Linked DNA regions of Zea mays: regions 1 and 2 are each linked to region 3. A link is a contact called in public Hi-C data. All regions are on one chromosome and are shown on one strand. The core of a region is the stretch at or near the end of the contact, and the rest is flanking DNA. Distances in the headings are between cores, read along the strand shown. Region 1 holds the start of LOC100273239. Region 2 holds the start of LOC100280358. Region 3 holds the start of LOC100383696.

Region 1 (3,583 bases), core at 524-3,023, 620 kb after region 3:
AGGGGAAGAATCCTCACTGGGGCTAAGGGGTGTAGTATGTGTGCTACCATCAAGCCTTTCCCTAGCGGGTATGCTCACAACTGATCTAACCCTTGGAGCTCCATCGACATGATTCAGCCCTGCACTGCTTCCTAACATTTGGTTTACACTAGCAGAACTACCTGGAGGGGGCGCCAGCCTTTGCATTACACTGCGGCCATTCCTGGCATCCCGTGGTGACAAAAACTGAGAAGCCAAACGAGTTGATTCTTCTGCTCTTCCCTTCAGTTGAGTCGGGCCACCAGTCTCAGCAGGCTCAAGTAATCCGGGTGATCCACCACAACTCATGCCAGCACCGTTGTCCTGCTTCCAAGAACGATTCGCACCATTCCCAAAATTCTGTGATCTAGGTGATCCAGCAGAATACCTCGCTCCAAGACTGGTTTCCTGACTCTGAGAATGTGTGGCATCAGCAACCTCCATGCCAGCATTGTGTACGCTATCGTCTATTGATGCTTCCTTCCCTGCAGCTCCACTGTCTGTTTTGCCTCCCATGGTCGCTGCTGCCCTGAACTTTCTGAAGTTTTCAAGAGCTTTCTGCCTAAGAATCAGCTCCAGATCCTGGGCATCTGAATTTCCACCACTTGCAGGTACTTTCTCTTCTGTTGTATTGGCATTCTTGGAAGGTGAGCTCTCCGATTCCAAATTCTTCTTGTGCCTGTCAATATCATTGTCCACCACCTTGGCAATGGCGAGCCTGTCTTCATCCCCATCAACGTGCTCGTCCACGTTCATGACAGACCGACAAGAACGGCGATCAGTGTAGCCCTTTTCCATCTTATCCCTTGTAGTTGTAGCGCGATCCTTAGTGCCACCAACAGTCATCCGCTTCCTGCTCTTGCTCCTGCTACTGCCACTGCTTGCTGAGATGCTAGATGAACTTGCCGATCTCCGCAACTTTCTCCCCTTACGATCCCTCTCCCTGCCCCTCCCTCTGCCCTTTTTCCTCCTTACATCTCTGGACCTGCTCCTGGGTGGCGGGCTCACCGACCTCTCAGAGGCGCTGCTGCTGCTACATGAGGAGCTGCTGCGTCGGGCTACTGAGGAAGGGCTGCTACTAAGGCTACGGCTATGGCTAAGACTATGGTGCCGACGTCTAAGGCTGCCGCCGCGGCTGCCCTTGCTCCTCTTGCTCTTCTTGTCAGGAATCCTCTTGCTGTTCTTCTTGGAGCGCTTGCGGGGCGGAGATTCGGACCTAGAGGAGGAGCGGCTGTGACGGCGTCGGCGGTGCTTACTGCGTGAGGACCGGATCTTCTTGGGTTCGGCGTCATCCTAGTAGCAAACAAAAAAAAAATCTAATGAGGCAAATACACGCGGTTGGAGAATCGGCGCCTCAATCTGACAGTTAATTTCGTTTTTGGCGTGGCTTCCGGATTCCGAGTTTCTCTAATTGTTACCAACGAGGTGGAAAACACATGGCCCTAAACGATGTGGAGAATAATTGTGAATCTGGAGTACGAGTACACAAAGCGGCAATTTTGTTCTCAAGAACCGGAGGTAGGTACCCTAGCTATGTTTTCATGAACCGACCGGAGTGTAAAATAAAAAGGAGAAAGATGAATATGCGGGCCGCGATGGTTACCTCGGCGGCGGCGGCGGATGCCTTGGCCTTCATGAGGCGGGCGCCGGTCCGGCGGTAGGGCACCTGGAGCCTGGAGGGGAGAGGGGTAGAAGCAAGGAGAGAGAGAGGGCGAGGGAGAGGCGAAGTGAACCTGGAGTGGAGACGGATCGGTCGACGGCCGATGGAAGGAGAGTTCGGGCCGGGCTTCTCTTTTGTTGGCTGGGGCTGGGAGCTGGGGCCAGGCCACGGCCACGGGCTCTTCTCCTTTTCCTGGTGGATAATGTCATCAGGCTACGTGGGGACACCTCTCTTTTGGATTTGGACAGACAAACAAGAGGTTCTCATAGAATTATGTCCTCTCTCTCCACTCTCTGTTGGCTGTTGCTATACTGATGCTCCTATGTTTTAGCTTCATTAACAACGACAACCAAATTGCTCCTAAGTTTTGGTACTCCTATGTTTTCGAGCAAGTTCCCAACCTTTTTCTTTCGGAAACGAATTCCAAGCTTTTTCTTTCTGTCTTTTGATGAAACGAATCGTCAGCTTTCTATATTCCCTGCGTGTGATATTGCTATGTATTCCCTTTGCCATACCACACTTTTGTCTCCTTTTGTAACTGACAGAAGCGTAGATCTCTCATAGAAGTTACAATTACTCTAGACTATCTAGTGATGTTGATAAATATGTGAAGTGAAGACCATAGACCTTAGTTTTAGACCTCCTGCACACTCAAGCCTGTTAGCCAAAAAGTTCAACATCAGTTCCAGATCCAGTGGCATGACAATAGTATCTGGATTCCTAGCTAATCGGGAACAACGACAAATCAGGAAAACGATCAGTGTACGAAATTATCACACAACTGGAAAAATTCATGGCGAAAACATCACTACCCTGAGATGATGAAATTCAGCATTGTATTCACAGGATAAACCATCTGAGGCACAGCAGCTCATAAAACAGGGATTGATATGGGGAATTTTGTTTATATATTTCTACACAGCACTGAGTTACTGAGAAGGAAAACAAGACCCAAGTTATTTTCTGGTAAGCTAATATAATCCTAGCACGGCACCATGCCTAGCCTGCACCTGCATTGTCTGAATTTGCTCAGATTGCCTTTTTCTCTACTCTGTTCTTCTCTCATGTCAATACCTCCTAGGCTAGCATTTGTCTGATTAAGAAAAAAAAGGAAGAAACTGGCAATCAGCATGGTGTCATGGCGCTGCTCACACACTGTTGTCAAGACAGCTCACAACTTGCTCAATCGACGGGCGCTGCCGAGGATCAGCGCTGATGCACTTGCACGCCGTCTCGAGGACAGACAGCAGCTGCTTCTCATGCGCCTTGCTCCATATCAGGCTGTCGAAAATCTGCTCTTCCTTCCTCTCAGACTTCATCTGAAGAACCCAGGAGATCAAGTCCCTGGACCCTTTGGACCTGGACACATCCACGGGGCGCCTACCCGTGAGCAGTTCGAGCAAGACTACGCCAAAGCTGAAGACGTCCCCTTTGGGAGTGGCGATCACAGCTTGGCTGTACTCTGGTGGAATGTAGCCCAAGGTGCCAACTAGATCCGTGGTCACATGAGTGTCATACGGCTGTATTAGCCTTGCAAGCCCGAAATCAGCCAGACACGCCTCGAAGTTTTCGTTCAGAAGAATGTTGCTGGACTTCACGTCCCGATGGATGATGTTGGGCTCGCAGACCTTGTGCAAGTAAGCTAGCCCCCTGGCTGAGCCCTGGGCGATCCTGAGCCTCGACTCCCATGTCAGCACATAGCCACCATCTGACCTCTCGTGCAGCCAGTAGTCCAGGCTGCCGTTCTCCATGTAAGAGTAGATCAGCAGCCTGTCGTCTCCGTAGCGGCAATAGCCCTTGAGGGTCACAAGGTTTTTGTGTTGAGCCTGTGACAGTGCTTCCACCTCGGCACGGAACTCCCTCTCCATCTGCCCGCAGTCACCGGAGAGTCTCTTCACTGCCGCC
Region 2 (3,433 bases), core at 911-3,410, 550 kb after region 3:
GAGGGCTGTGCGGGGATACCTAGCCTCTCCGAATTGTCCAGTTTCTTGGTGTCTGTCCGCCGGGTTCTTGAGTTGGCTTGGGGATCTGTAGCTTTGAGAGCTTCATTGGGGAATTCCTGCAGCTTGGGGGGTTCTTGCGGTTGTGTTGAGTGGCCTTTCTTGTGGAAGTGCAGGTATTGAGCTCAGGCTTTGCTGAATATAGCCCTTTGCCAGCCTTGCGTTCTGTTCCTCCATGAGCTGCTGTTGCAGCTTCTCCACAGTGCGGCTTAGCTTTTCCTCTACCTATGTATGAATATGCCCGAGTCAATGTAGTTTTAGATAAGTCAACTTGTAAGAACAAAACGCTCCCAACATCCACTTGTCATGATTAAACGAACATAGAGCCAATGACAATTGACATGCTAAACAGTACTGATTTGTAATTCTCACGTGCTCTGCACACTGGACCAGCAATTCTAATGAAAAAACTTAATATAATAATTTCTGTAGACTATTATTAAAAAAGAGCTTATATATTCAATAGTTTCCAGTCTTTCAGCAAAACAAGTTTCATGATAGTTCAAAAAAATAATGGCGCGTTAAAGAATGTCTGACAACCAACTCTTGCCAAAACATTTTTTGTTGCCCTAGAAATTTACACATGTTGCAATATCTTAGATGTCGCGGATCAATCACGACTAAAAAGGTTTGTTGCTTTGCACACGTTCATTCTAGGTACTAAATCTCGATCACGCTATAGCAGTTGCATATAGCTCTTTGCTGAATATAGCTCTTTGCTGGATATAGCTCTGGGCAGAGCCAAAAGTACTTAGCTAGTGAACAGCTTCCTCTATAGGCAGCTGCATAATCATATCTTTCTTGCCTCAGTAAACTGCCTAAAGCTATTGGTTTGCGATCAAGACCCTGTTTGTTTAGCCTCGAGGTTGTATACATGTGCTTAATATCTTTCTTTGGTATAACATTAACTTCAAAGACCCAGCGCATAATATTATGGAACTTTATACTCACATTCTTATATTTGTTTCCAGCCTTGACAAATCTGCAGTCTGAACACGTCACAAATGATGTCTTGCCTTTTATGGATGTACATCTTGGTCACCTCTATTTATCGCTTTTGTGGATGGATTGTTCAGCTGGCTTTAGTAGATGAAATGGCTCTGCACTTGTAGTTGCGTAATGTTTGTGCCTAGCTGTCTGGATTATGTCGGCCAAGAGTTGGCTCTAGGTACCTTGTAAATACCTCTGGTTTGGGTGCCTGTTCCCCACTATATCGACTAGACGTAAACTTGGATCATATAATTTTATTTTGGACCAGTTTCCAGCTGAAACAAGCCTCAACGTCATGCTATGGTGCACGTTTAAGTGCGGTGCTACAACTTTAATGTGAATTATTTTCGAGCTATCTATGTTCTATGTTATGTTGAATATCTGTTTTCTTTCTCTCTGAACTAAACAAATTTGATTTGAGATTTAGTACCTCCTCTATTTAATTTGATTATAGCGTGTACAATTATGTATTTATATTTTTCAGTGTGGGGGGGGGGGGGCGCCGCTTGTTCTAGTTTGATTGACATCCACAAAAATACGAGTGGCAGTGTGCGTAGACTAGATGACGTGCAGGTGTATCTTTTTGCTTGCTGCCTTGCCTTGGTGCAGCACCCATGTGTCACCCGTGATTTGATGAGTCGGCACGCTTTGCCTTGCTGCAGCATCCATGTCTTATACTCTCTCCGTTTCTTTTTATTAGTCACTGGATAGTGCAAGCGACTAATAAAAAGAAACGGAGGGAGTATTAAAAATTGTTTCCATGTTTAAATATGATGGCTTGGTGTGACGGCTCGTAGGTGTGTCAGCTTGTGCTAGCCTCAATCAAGCCGTGCTAGCCGTCGGTTTGACCAAGGGTTTAAATGTGAATTTTTTTTCTAAAAAGAGGCTAAATTGTAAAAAGTTCGGTCCGGCAAAGAAGACAGCCTTAGTGCTAGTTTAGGAATTAGGAGCCACAAATTTGAAAGAGATTGAAGAGACTGGAATCTTCTTCTTATTTAATTTTGGATAAAAAGATGATTTTAGATCCTACAATTCCTAAACTACTGGGATTTGGAACACGGAGGAATATGTATAAAATGCACCAAACTAGAAAAACAATTGCGTGGAGAAAAGGAAGGGCCATGAAAAGCACGGCTCAGGAAAAACAACGGCGGACAGCCCGCCTCCACCGCCGTGGCGCCGTTCACCCCGCCCCGCGTTCTCTCTCCCTCGGCGACGGCTCGACGACCGCCGCGCCGCCCTACGCTCCAGCCTCCATGTGCTTCGCGGGGCCCTTCGCCGTCGACTAACACACCACCACCACCATGTACGACCGCCCCATCTCTTCCCTTCCTGCTCTACGAAGCCTAGCACCAAACCCTAACTGTTTGTTTTATTCGGATTTGTTCCAAACTACAAATGTGGTGTATGTAGTATTGTGTCCACTAACTTTGCTCTCTTTTTTTTTCCCTTTTTCTTTTTGCAAAAAAACATCGGGTGTACATGTGTTCACCCGTGCCGTTTACTGGGTCGGCAGTCGGCCGGCACCTGGCCCAAGGGTTGAGCATGGAGATCACGAACGAGATGCTTAAGAGACTGCCGAGACTACGTGAGTAGCCTGTTTTCTTCTCCAGTCCAATTCATATGCTTGACCATGGACAAAATAGCCTTGTTGCTGCCCAATAAGTGGCGAAATCGCCATCGGGTCAAGGAACGTTAAATTTTCAGCAATGATAAATTTCTGTCATTTGCTAAAAAAAAGGCATTTCAACACGTCACATTCTTAACGGACGCATATATAGTTAAATCCTATGGGGGTAGAACATAGTACAGCTTGAACATTGAACAGCCAGAACATGCTAAATGCTGCTTCGGTTCCCCTGCTCCCAAATAATTATCAAACTCAGTCACTCTCTCTTTCCAGTTCCTCCCGAATTTCTCCTTCGAAGCCTATCATTATTGCCATGAACCGAGACACGTGTCATCCCTGTCATACTTTGGTGATGCCAAACTTGAAGAAAATAATGGTGTTTGGACAGCAATGAGCCAATGATGCCAAAGCTTGCTGCGTTTGTGATTTCGACATGTAGGACTCAATTATCATCCAATGTTTCTTTACTAGTATATAGTAAGTGGGACATTTTCTTTTTTAGATTTCATAGCAGGGAAGTCAGTAGTGACAATGGTCCCCAAACTGGTGCACGGTTTATGTGTGATCCTTTGAAGCCAGATGATCCACGAGTTCAACATTTAATGCTGCTGATTTGGTAGCACCACTGCACCAGTACTCTGTCCATTTGCGCAGCCAATATTTTTGGCAGGCAAATGGCTTCCATGCGCAAATGAACTGGTGGACAGCTTACTGATAGCATTGTACACACCAATTTTGGTAGCTATCAAAATGCTA
Region 3 (3,384 bases), core at 724-3,223:
GGCTGCCTCGAGTGTTACAAAAGCCCGTGGTGGCGCACGTGGCGATGACTCCGACGACTCCGATGATGACGACTGGACCGGGGGCCCAAGAGTGCTTGACTTCAGTGGGGGTGGCCGTGTGACAAGGCAGAGGGTCCAAGTATGATGACTGGTCTTGGTGCTTTTGTACATTCTAGGGAAACCTATAGCGGGTAGCAGCTGACACGAGGAGAGTTAGGGTTGAGTTTTAGGTTTAAAGTCGTTTAGGGTACATAGAAGCAGAAAAGGAAAGGAAGATAGCCTTTTTACTTAGATGCCATTGATTTGGAGCACTCCTTTTCTTGCTCTGCCCCTGTCCTGTTTGTAATTCCGGTCGGGCTTTGGCAAAACTGACAAACAGGGTTGTGCTCCGGCTTCTGATCTGATTCAATGGGAATGAAATTATTCCTTTTGCTTTGCCTGTATAATAACAGTTAAGCCTATGTTTCGTGTAATTGTCTGCCTTGCTAATGTTATATATCTGTACGTGTGCTGAGCCTTTTTTGTTGAAGTTCATAGAAATTGCCATACTTGTTCGATGATACAGCTACTAACTGCGTGTTTGTTTGGGATTATAATATGTCCAGATTATATAATCCAACAAATTATGAACTAAGTTACTTCATAATTTGTTGGATTATATAATCTAAATAGATTATAATCCAAAACAAACCATATTCCGTGTGCTCCAACCGTTCGTTCGCTCATCATCCCAAGCATGAGAATGATGTGAATTCTGTAGTTCTGGGAAGGAAGGAGTTTGCTATCCCCTGGTAAAATAAAAGAGTAAGCTGTGATCAGGCAAGATTTTGCTGCTGGCATGACTTGTTATCTATATTATATATACTACTATTAAGAACGTAAGTAGGATGTCCACACCACATGTCCCCCGCCTCGGCGCGCACGCCCCCTGTCCGCGATGCTCTCTGACGGCACATCCCAAACAGGTACCGCGTTGATTTTGTCTACATGTATTATTTGATTACTGAAATTTTAGTGTAGTTGTGCTGTATTATAGATAGATGTTTTGTGAATCTCAGCCTATAGTTTGACAAGGCATAGTTTGTGAAATTACTTGCTGCCTTTATCTCCGTTGGTCAGTAGATGTTGGATATAACAGGGCCTGCTTGTTTTTAGACTAATGGAAGATATCACCCATTTTTATATCAGCAAAGCCTATATAGTTCTTTTTATCCAGCAAGCAAAGAGGATATGAATTACCACACACTCTTTTTTTCCTCGAATACGCAGCGTGTCTTTGTACCTTTTGGAACCACAACCATCAAATCTGCAACGCCCAAACCCATAAATTCTAGGTTGAGAATTCCAAATCTACCAAAGATCAAGTGGTCCTCTCGACCTTATCCCATGCTACTAGACAGCACCCTCCATTGACGTTGTTGCGGCCCTTCGAGGTGAACATCTGGTTTGTAGCAATGAACACCTTGGTCCTGGTGATTAAGTTATGTATGGATCATCTAAGCATAGAGATGTATTATTGGCTTGATAATGTCTGGTTACACGGAGCAGAAAAGTACAATCGGAGCAGGAAGCCTGTGCCGTGCCGGTGACATGATAATGTCATCTTACTCTTGATTTTACAATTGCAGCTTCACATTTAAGCTTTGAAAGTTAAACCTAATTCAGTATTTCTTAAGTGCATTGTTTTTTTACTTTACTAGTTCTAAGTTAATAACGTCATATATATATATATATTTGCTAATGTACTATATATTGCTTTCATTTTTGATGACATCATGTCACCGGCACAGGCTTCCTCCTTTTACAACCGAAAGTACAATCGGAGCATAGAGACTTTGCTTTCATTTCGGTTGGGCTGCTAATCCTCGTCCGGGGGCCCATGTTTGGTTGTATGGCAAGCAGTTGGTAGTAGATCGCGTGGTGCGTTGCCAACTGCGCCTCGCCTCGCCTCGGCCCACCGGACCTCGTAGCCGCCCTCTGTCGTGTTTGTTCCTTGCTAGTTCTCGTCGGCGCCGTCTCTCCCACGCCGCCCTCTGTCACCAGCCCACCACCTCCTGCGCCGGCGCTCCTCCGAGACGCAGTTCGCCTCCGGAATTCGATCACTTCGCCGCCGCTCTCGCCTCCGCCCCCAGGTAGGAAGTCGTCGCCTTCTTAGGCAAACAACGCCCACGAAGGCCCATGGTCAAGGGGTCGTTGTGAATGTTGTCTTCCGTCCTCTCTCACTGTTTGGGGTTTGGACTCTTCGGTTATTAAACTGCTTCAAAATTAACATAAATGCTTCCTGGGTGACACAATTCATATTGTTGGTATTGTTATTCTTGTCCATTTTCTACACCACCATACCTTGAACTTACTGCATTGTCTTCATGTTATTAATGTAGCACGGGCCAGCTTTGGCAATCAAGGACTAGGTTCAATAGAGCAAGCCTCTTCGTAACTCATCCTCTGAGAATGAGACATGGATAACTTTAGAAAGATATTTTTGGTGTTAGTAGTAGGGATGTAACGTATAAATGAATAATCTGTTTTAGTTGACTACCGAATTCTACCGGAGAATACGGTTTGAAGTTCCCCTCTTAATCACTATTTTCTTCTTCATTGAAGGGCAGGCCGCGAAGTGGCGAGAAGCCTTCCCACTGAGCAAAGGTCCTAGGTTCGATGCAGCCTCTCGGCAAAATGCAGGGTAAGGCTTGCATCGATTATTCCTCCTCAGACCCCACTCATGTGGAAACCGTCAGCACTGGGCCCGTCTTTTTGTCATTAGTTTCTTCATTTTTACTTTGAAATATAAATATGAATGCGCCCAGATCTTTTTTTGGTTCATGATCATCTTTCTCATGAATAATATACATATTAACAATTTTAAAATTCATAGAATATGCATGTTTTTTCATGAAATGAGGAGCAGTATAAGACTATTTGGGTTAATGCTTACTTAACACTCCCTCCCCCTCGCCACATTGCCCTAGATTATATGGTTATGCATTTCATCTTGTCTAAAGCATGCCTTATTTTGTCCCCATGTATTTCCAAAATTCCTTTCCCCTCCTGGTACGTGTATTGCCTTTTCCTTTTTACAAAAAGGAAGTTAATGTGCTTAAGTGCATTGTTTGTCTAGTTAGTTTCCAGTATTTTAGGCGGCTAGGTAAGTGAGAAGTCTATATTCTTAATTATAAAGAGACCATGCATTTGAGGGCTTTTGTGTAACACAATAAGAAATGTAAGGAACTTTGAACTAGTCATGCATTTTAGTCTTCTAATTTAATCATTGTGTTACAGGGAAAGTATAAGGTGTACAATCTTTGCTCCGAAAGGATTGCAGCTAAATTTAATCATTTGAGGGAAAAGAAAATTATCCTGATATTTACTTTCATTTCTTCCCCT

What was found. A called contact is a pair of places that touch in the nucleus more often than the background predicts.
Region 1: a contact with region 3 is called in a Hi-C map of ear, with 4 times the contacts expected there. The contact joins the promoter of LOC100273239 here to the promoter of LOC100383696 in region 3. A contact is called at or near these places in 5 of 25 Hi-C or Micro-C datasets (ear, leaf, leaf mesophyll and 1 more).
Region 2: a contact with region 3 is called in a Hi-C map of ear, with 5 times the contacts expected there. The contact joins the promoter of LOC100280358 here to the promoter of LOC100383696 in region 3. A contact is called at or near these places in 2 of 25 Hi-C or Micro-C datasets (ear and tassel).

Annotation. Positions count from the first base shown.
Region 1 is chr7:1,400,032-1,403,614 of Zm-B73-REFERENCE-NAM-5.0, reverse strand. LOC100273239 reads right to left here and starts at 1,773. Exons shown (of 3, transcript NM_001147681.1): 1 at 1,622-1,773; 2 at 1-1,311. The coding sequence starts at 1,654.
Region 2 is chr7:1,469,752-1,473,184 of Zm-B73-REFERENCE-NAM-5.0, reverse strand. LOC100280358 reads left to right here and starts at 2,160. Exons shown (of 10, transcript NM_001153284.1): 1 at 2,160-2,635.
Region 3 is chr7:2,018,193-2,021,576 of Zm-B73-REFERENCE-NAM-5.0, reverse strand. LOC100383696 reads left to right here and starts at 1,973. Exons shown (of 4, transcript NM_001176333.1): 1 at 1,973-2,132; 2 at 2,610-2,683. It overlaps LOC103631880 (sister chromatid cohesion protein SCC2), which reads left to right. Exons shown (of 27, transcript XM_020541428.3): 27 at 1-514. The coding sequence ends at 145.